Regions from separate parts of the Mus musculus genome. Here region 1 is linked to region 2. The links are chromatin contacts, called in public promoter capture Hi-C maps. All regions are on one chromosome and are shown on one strand. Each heading gives the region's core, a stretch centred on a gene start, on an enhancer-like site or on the middle of the called end of the contact. The rest is flanking DNA. Distances are from core to core; before and after follow the strand shown.

Evidence for each region. Promoter capture Hi-C pulls out the DNA fragments that hold promoters and counts their contacts.
Region 1: a promoter capture Hi-C map of hippocampal neurons shows a contact between it and region 2, with 4 times the contacts expected there. The contact joins the promoter of 1700011L22Rik here to the enhancer-like site in region 2. A contact is called at or near these places in 4 of 39 promoter capture datasets (embryonic stem cells, hippocampal neurons, liver and 1 more).

The regions. Positions count from the first base shown.
Region 1 is chr8:79,246,468-79,250,788 of GRCm38.p6, forward strand. It overlaps 1700011L22Rik (RIKEN cDNA 1700011L22 gene), which reads right to left and starts at 2,116. Exons shown (of 6, transcript NM_026315.1): 1 at 1,753-2,116. The coding sequence starts at 1,985.
Region 2 is chr8:78,232,160-78,236,543 of GRCm38.p6, forward strand. All of the region lies in intron 5 of Ttc29 (tetratricopeptide repeat domain 29), which reads left to right. Among named protein-coding and RNA genes, the nearest start is that of Ttc29, 21 kb to the left of the region's middle. Within about 2 kb of position 1,567, at least 7 of the 459 cell types and tissues checked have an H3K27ac peak or open chromatin away from gene starts, as enhancers often do. A contact at or near this core is called in hippocampal neurons, where this site is marked.

The DNA.
Region 1 (4,321 bases), core at 866-3,365, 1.0 Mb after region 2:
TATTTAGTGAGGTTCCCCAAACATCCAGATAAGCTTCATGAGTGTAAGAGACAAAGTCAGAATTGTGTCACTTTCACCGCGTGCCACATGTCTGCCTTTTAAAGTCTATTAAATATAAACAAACAAAACCAAGAGTGACTTTGCTGCATGTCTGTGTGGAATCCGTGTGTTTTCAGAGCAGACCTCAGTAATGTATATAGATCCTTCTACCTAGCCAAGGGGATCCCCAACAGCCTCAGCTCATCGAATGAACCTCCGAAGCTGACTGAAGGGATGACAAGCCAGAGAGCTACTACAGAGAGTGTTAGGGGAACTAGATCATGCACTTGACTTTCATGGTTTGGGAAGACATGGAAGGTGAAATAACTAATATATTGTTCAAGATTTTATTTGTATTGGGGGAGAGTGGGAGAGAGGGGAGGGAGAGATGCCTGCATACATGTGGGTGCCTACAGAGGCCAAATGGCATCCTATCTCCTGGAGCCAGAGCTACAGATACTTGGGAGGCACCCCACACGAGTGCTGGGAACTGCACTCTGGTTCTTTGCAAGAGCGGCCACTGCTCCTAACACTAACCCATCTCTCCAATCCCATAACTACTATTTGTCAGAGCTCTGCATGGGTTGCTCCTACATCAGGACTGGAGCCAATAATCCAAACTATGTTCAAAGAAGTTTCCAGAATCTGCATATTTACTAAGTAATACCCCAAGGGGGAGATGTCATCATGGGTTCTGACTTACGCTCTCCTCTCATGTGCCTGAGCTACCTGTCACCCTTCTGGTGTGTGGGCACCTGGGCAGGTGTTCCATGTGTCTTTCTTCAGAGTGGTGTGTTTTCCCATCCCCCACCATGGGGGACGCTTGCTTCTCTAGGATCTTTCCAGAAGGTCTTACTACACCAAACCTTCTTCTCCGGAACCTGTTGAAAGCTCGTTCTGTGAGCTGAGTGTTTACAGCTGTGAAACAGAATTGGAATTATTTTTTGATTGTGGACCTATCACAGGGCCTGGCTTCCCAATAAACCCTTGGAAATACTTTTGGGCTCAGCTGCTGTAGGCACCTGTAAGTTCTGGTATACAGCGACAGCCCGTTTAGGCACACATATGTTCTGGTATACAGCGACAGCTGGCTTGCCAGCTTTCCACAAAGAGAAAGACTACAGAAAACAATATTTTAGGCACAAGGACATTGGTAGATGCTGGCCTAGCATTTAGGAAGCTCTGTGGGCCGATCCCATAACCATACACAGAAACTGGGTTTGGCAACTCATGCCTGTGTGTCCTGTGCTAAGGAGGTGGAAGTGGGAGGACCCAGAGTTTTCAGTTGCCCTGGGCTTCAGAAGGAGTTTCAGGCCAGTCGGGGATAACAGGGTACCCTGTCTAAACAGGAGGAAGGGACAGAGAGACGGCTGTGAGGAGAGCAAATCCAAAGACAAGAATTTGGTTCCAGGAACTGATCAGAGAACTGATCCTGTTAGCTGTTCTCTGACCTTCCCATATGACCAGAAACATACACAATAAACAAATAAACTAAGAAACACGTTCATAGACAAAAAATATCTACATTAGTCAAACACTGGTGTTCATATCTTCTAGTAATAAGTAATACCAATTTGGGTTGTGACCATACTTTGAGCTGGAAAGTGACATTTACACAGGGAAGCAGATGTGTTAACACTTTTGAAGTGGCTGACCTCTATAACACCCTTTCCAAACAGCACCTGTCTCTGAATAGCAACAAAGGGATCTTACGGTTTGTACTCAAACTGCGGCTGGCCTACTCTCTGGGCCAGCCGGTTGCAGGTGGCCTCGTCCAGTTGCTTTTCCCGGTAACTCCCTGAGTAGGTTGTCATGGAAGAAGCAGACCACCGTGTCTCATCCTGCCACAGTTGTTGGGCCTTGCGTCTGATCAGTTCGAACTCTGTAGAAGTGAGAGGGCTAAAGGGAAGCAGGATTTCTGGAGTCAAGTACAAGAAGTGTGTCATGGCTATGGGCGGGCAGCTGTGAGCAACAGCTTTTCAAGCCCTGGGCAGAGCGAGGCGCTCATTCCCTCCTAGTTGCAGGAAGCTCTTGACTGGGCTGACTAGACTTCTGAAGCCCGACAGCTCACAGAGAGAATCAGAGTGGTCGTAGGTCCAGTTACCAAGCAACAGGTCATAAAGTTCCACAAAGCCTATGTCTGCTCCAAGGACACGGATTTTCGCTAATTTGTAAGCTATAAAACTTTGAGCCATTGATCTAAGAAAAATACTGCTTCATAATTATGGCAAGAAGACACTAGGCAAAATTATTTGCCTATTGGTATTGACATAATATGGTATACCTTAAGGATGGTGGCTTAGGCTGTAGAAGCCAGAGATGAAGGATGCTCACTGAGGACCTAGGCTCTGAAGGCTGGTAAAATAACATTAGCTGTTTGTGATGCTAACAACAGGTTAGTGAACAGTTTTTGTGTGTCACAGAGCAGTGGTATGCCTGCTGGCTGATGGCAGGACAGTCATTTGGGGCTGTTAAAATAACAAGGAGCCCCAGACACCACCCAGGTTGTGATGTAATTAGCTTGGAGGGTTATTAAAAAGCCAATTCCTGAGCACGGTAAAGAACTGCCAGGGTTAAGAATCAAGGAAGTGGCTATGTCATGTTGAACTCTGAGGCTGAGAACTCAGAACTCAGGAGTCCTTCCTCCATAACTGCTCTGTACCTGGTTAATGTTTGCCTAGCCAGGTTTCTCCAGATCCACTGTCTTAGATAGGGTTTCTATTGCTGTGCTGAAACATCATGACCAAAAAGCAAGTCGTGGAGGAAAGGGTTTATTTGTCCTACATTTCCTGTCTTAGTTAGGGTTTTACTGCTGCGAACAGACACCATGACCAATGCAAGTCTTATAAAGACAACATTTAATTGGGACTCGCTTACAGGTTCAGAGGTTCAATCTATTCTCACCAAGGCAGGAGCATGGCAAAGTCCAGGCAGGCACGGTGCAGGAGGAGTTGAGAGTTCTATGTCTTCATCTGAAGGCTGCTAGCAGAATACTGACTTCCAGACAGCTAGAATGAGGGTCTTAAAGCCCAGGCCCACAGTGACACACCTACTCCAACAAGGCCACACCTCCAAATAGTGCCACACCCTGGGCCAAGCATATATAAACCATCACACTTCCACATCACTGTATATCACCAAAGAAACCTGAAAGTAGAACCCAATGCAGAGGCCATGGAGGGTGCTGCTTACTGGCTTGCTCCTCATAGCTAGCTCAGCATGCTTTCTCAGAGAGCCTAAGACCTCCATCCCAAGGATGGCACCATCCACAATAGGCCCTCCTCCATTGATCATTAGTTGGGAAAATGCCTTACAGCTGATCTCATGGATGAATATTCTGGATTGAGGTTTCCTACACTCTGATAACTCTAGCTGTGCCAAGTTGACACACAAAACCAGCCAGTGCATTCACCAACACTTCCTTGGCAAATCAAAATGACAATGGATTTTTATGTTTGTCCCTTAGTTGTCAACTCCTGGAGTGGCACCGCCCATCTCTCCGTGTTTGGCCAAGTCACCAGGACAGGTCCTCATAACCCTGGTGCTGCCTTAGGCAATCACACCAGCACTGAGACACTTCATTCAACGCGATACACTGCCATCCCTGACTTCAGAAACTAAGTCCAAGGCAAACCCAGGAATATGCATTTTAAAAATATTTTGCAACATATTTTAAATTTCTGTGTGTGCACATATATGTAAGCCACATGCATGCAGTTGTTCATCAAAGCCAGAAGAGGGCGTTGGAGCCCTGGGAGCTGGAGGTAGAAGCACTTGTGAGCTGCCTGACATGGGTGTTGGAACCGAACTCAGGTCCTCTCTCAGAGCAGTTTGTACTCTTACCCAATTAACTATCTCTAGGGCCTGAGCATTGTAGTATTGATCACTTTGCAATATATGGGATGCTGATCTGGAGACAGGATTTTAGAACTTTTGAAAGTTCTGAGGTTGGCCCATTCCCTGACATGTTTCTCTGAAGTTATTGGCAAATACTGCATACCATGAGTGACTTTAAGGGCTTTCTTAAAATGTTAAAATCTAGAACATCAGGACCTTTGCTCCAGGAAAATTAATAGACTGCATCCCAAGCTGTTGCTTCTCCTGGGGAAAGGCCTCTTAGAGAAATCCAGAGACAACAGGACAGGGAGAGGAACGGGTTATCCTGCTGTCATCAACCTACGCGTGGTCAAGGAGAAGCCAGCTGTATGTGCCTTTGTGCCTCTGTTTGTTCAAACAAAAATTGTGGCTTTGCTTGGAAATTTCTGCTAGCAATATGCATTGT
Region 2 (4,384 bases), core at 317-2,816:
AGGAAAGTGATTAGAACCCGATTTAAGTATCTGAAGTACATTTTTAAGTGCAGAGGGGTACTATAGTGTATGCAATGTATCTTACATGTGTGTGCAAGACACCAATGTTAAGAAATAATCTTTAAAATCTGTGATTAAATCCACTGTTCCCAAGTCTTTCCCCAAACTGCGGTACCTCTTATTCTCGGGTGTGCTTTCTGGTGCTCCCCCCGCCCACACACACACAAGCATGGTGTTCTGGGTGACTGACTTTTTTGCCTGTCCTGGAGTTGGTGCCACAGCCCTCTTCATGGATTCAGTTGTATGTGGTGCCCCTCTTTGTTCCAAATGCTTTTCTTGCATATTGCTGTTTAGTAGGGATTTTAAAATTGTCACTGGGTCTTCAGTGAGGATTGCACCAAATTCCAATGTTATTCTCCAGTGTACTGCAAAACGTGAAGGGGGTTTTCCCATGTGTTTTTAATAGGTACATATTGCCAACAAAAAGTTTCCTCAGTTTCTACGTTTCTTAGACATTATGGGCTTTTAACATTTTAAAATAATTTTCTAATTTTTTCTGAGGTGATCATAAAGTTTGCTAAGATGATAATAAAATTACTAAATTTTCTAAAATTGGACTATATCCCTCAATTCTGGGGTAAAACCTACTTACATGGTGTAGCTTTGATTTGTTCTCTCTCTCTCTCTCTCTCTCTCTCTCTCTCTCTCTGTGTGTGTGTGTGTGTGTGTGTGTGTGTGTGTTTGTATGTATGTGTACATTTTCATCTAAATCATAGGGTTAACCTGTAATCTTTCTTTTCCTGCCCTACAATTTTATAGAAAACATTGGGAGGTTTAAATCAGATAATTATATGCCAAGCGTTGCGATCAGCATCTGTACATGAAAGACTATGGCTGTTGCTGTAATTAGGGCTGTGCGGCTGCTGTGCACAGCTGCATCTGCTTTTGTGCTCCTGCCTCATTCTTGATAAGGTTCGAAGCGACTTCTCTGTCTTTTATATAAGTAGCTGTTTGTTTTGTGAGATGCCCCCCACCTCCTTCTATTTTATTATCTTTCAGTTTACCCTTGATGTGTTCTCTTCTGCTCTGTCTTTGGTCTAATTTCATTGTGTCTGTTTCGTTATTTCTTTCTGTCACCCTGAGTTGGAAGTGCCTTCCTCGCTCGCTCGGAACGGCTGCTCCCTGTTTTCACAACACTCCTGTGGGAAGCTTCCTTCTGACCTGAGGACGCTTGCTTCTCAGGGATGTGATGTTTGGGCATCTTTAAAACCCCAAATATGTCAAGAGTCCATAAAAGGCTTCACTTTGAAGCAATGAATAAATTAGAGATTTGTTTATGCATTTGCAGACGAATGGTTTTTGTGTGTGCTTGCTCTCTGCTGCTTTCATTCAGTGGAAATGAGGGTTTGAGGAGGGAACCTTGGCTCAGATGATACACCGTGCATGATATAAGCTCATGAAATTTCCAGTGTAGCTAGTACAGCCAACTTTTATAAAAACAGTCTTGTACGTTTTAGAAATTAATCCATGTTGTACATTAATTTGCTGAACAGTTGGCAGACATAGCTTTTGGGATCCAGTCACCAGCTTGCTTGAGTCTGTTATTCCCTTCAGCCGGGTATGTGTTAGCCATGTAATTTTTCTTTTACTGTATCTGTAAGTTTCTGAGAGAAAATTCATTTCAATCACTTTGTCTTCATTGTCCTGTTGATTCTCTACATGTTGAAGCCGTTGCATCTGGTGCATTTTTTTCTGCCTGCCGTATTTCTCAGTGATCCATCCATTTATAGACCTCTGAGCCTTCTGCTCTTCTGATTGTTTTTCTGCTTGAATTCTGTTCTGTGTGCTGTTGATCGTGCTGCGAAGGCTGCCTGCTCGCCTCCTGTTAGCATTTTCAGTGTTGTTCAGGAACTAGAAAGAGACAACGCACTCCCTGCCTGCTCTCTATTTTATGTACAATTTTTTTTAAGTTTGAATTCAACATTGTTTTGTATTCTCAAAAATACCTTCTCCTTGTTTTACAACACTCTTGCTAATTACAAAACTTGATTTTAAATATTGTTAGTCCTGACTAGTAATTTTCTAGATATTCATGATAGCTGCCATAAGGTCAACATGCTATTTATGGCAAGTTATCTCTCCCAGACTCTGTCTTGGCAGAGGGTCAGAATGATCAGTGTCTGTGCTTTTCATTATTGCGCTTCTCACCGCTTTCTGGAAGTTTGATCCCTCATGCACGGGGCCTGCGAGGAGCATTCATCTATCTCTCTCTCTCTCTCTCTCTCTCTCTTTCTCTCTCTCCCTCTCTCTCTCTCTCTCTCTCTCTCTCTCTCTCTCTGTGTGTGTGTGTGTGTGTGTGTGTGTGTGATACTCATCTCTTTATAATGATAATCAAAGAAGGTTTACTCCAAATGCCTTATAACTCTGTCCTTAAGTCTGACAAGGGAAAGCACACCCTGAACTTACCTTTCATGTGGAAGAAAGTTAAAGGATGCTAATGAAAACTGTGTCATTGGTGAGGCAGTCACCTTAGAACCACAAAAATCAGTTCTGGAGTTGCCCTTGAGCATTGAGATGTAACCTGTCTTTTTACTCAATTTACCATAGGTTTGGTTTTTTTTTTTTCCATCTAAAAAATACAAAATGACAGTGGTAAAATGAGCCTACGCTCGTAATGAACTTAATTTTTCAAAAGGAAAAGGAAGAAGTAGGTTTAGCAGAGCCCCTGGGAAAGGGGACAGAGAGGCGGCTGAGGGAGCGAGGAGGTTCTGAAGAGGTGAGGTCTTGTTCAGTTTTCACAGCAAATGTCATCACCTCACTGAAGAAATGTCACACTATAAAAAAAATCAAAATGCAAGTTTTTCTATTTATTTTCATACTAAAGAGCATGAATAATGTTTGGCTGTCATTTTTTAAATTATGTACTTTTTCCTTTTGTGTTTTAAGGGTGTCACATTTCTCCTAAGTACTTGTCAACCGAAGAGCCTCATGTACATGTTTCCTGTCATCATTTTAATGCTTTTAAGTAATCCTAAGAAGTGTATGTTTGAGTGTGTGCATGACTGGGAGTGCATGTGCTAGTGTATGTGCGTGTGTTTAGAGGCAAAAACACAAGAACAGAAAGCTGGAAACCATAGGTGCAAAGAATCAACTGCTTTTCCTTTTACAGAGAAGCCTCTTCATGTAGTTGTTTTATGTGAGAGATTTCAAAAAAAAAAGATGTAGAAAAAGTTCTAATCAACTTCTGTACATTATGTAGAACTTCATTTTCTAAACTCTGCAAAAGAAAGTTTCATATTTAATGGGAAGTCATGAATTATTCCATTCATCATCCACTTCCTCCTTTCAAAGGCGCGATCTGGATAAAAGGCGGGGTGAATAATTTCAAAAAATACAATACATTTTTAATGGGAAGGTGCAAACCACAGACTCTCACGACTCCCAGCAAGAGTGCAAGAAACGGAATTTTACTTGCAAAACTCAGGAACTCTGGCACAGGCAAAGTGTGAGGCGTTCCCTGAAAACAGCCAGGCCGGACCCAGAAAACATGTTGGTCGGGTTGCCACACGGCCTTGCCTTTGTTGTAAGGCACAGGTTGTTCCCTAAGATTAGCTCTCCGGCTTTCTCTTCTCCTATTTTCCCATTTCACTCACCTTACATGGAGAACCAATTGCTTTATTTATAGAGATGAAAGCCGAAATAAAGAAAGTGGGTTTTTGTTTTGGGAGGGGCTTTTTTGAGAAAAACAACCTCAAATCTTATGATTTCAAAAATTGTGTAGGACACAACAAATTACATATAAAAAATAGTAGATACAATATTCTGTGGGTGGAGTTTTATGCTACCATAAATTATCATATTAATTTACACGAAAGTATTCAGTTGCTGTAGCAACATTAATACTTTGGTGTGTTTGTAGTCATGATATGTGAAATTAATTTTTACTTCACATTCAGTGTTTATCAGGACACAATATAATAAAATTATATTACCTACTGAGTTCCTTTTTCTCACTAAAAGTCACTTTAGAAACTGTACTTCTTTGTTGGCTCTCCAAGGGTTGAAAATTACAGTGTCGTTTGAACCACAACAAACAAAACTAATAAACAAACAAACAAACAAACAAACCAAACACCATAAATCTCTGTGTCTGCTCCTTTTACCCAAAGGTGTTCATTCTGGCTTAATATTCATTCCCTGGAAAAACTCTTAAAAGGGCACTCGGTGCACAGCGCACTCACTCTGCCTGGTTCCGCAGTTGCTGCTCTACTCTAAGGCAGTTTCACCCTGACCCTCTTACAAAGGTTTGCAAGTAGTTAGATGCTATACAAACCTGGATACTTATATAAGGGCTCTCTTCCAGGCTTTTATACGAAACTCTCAA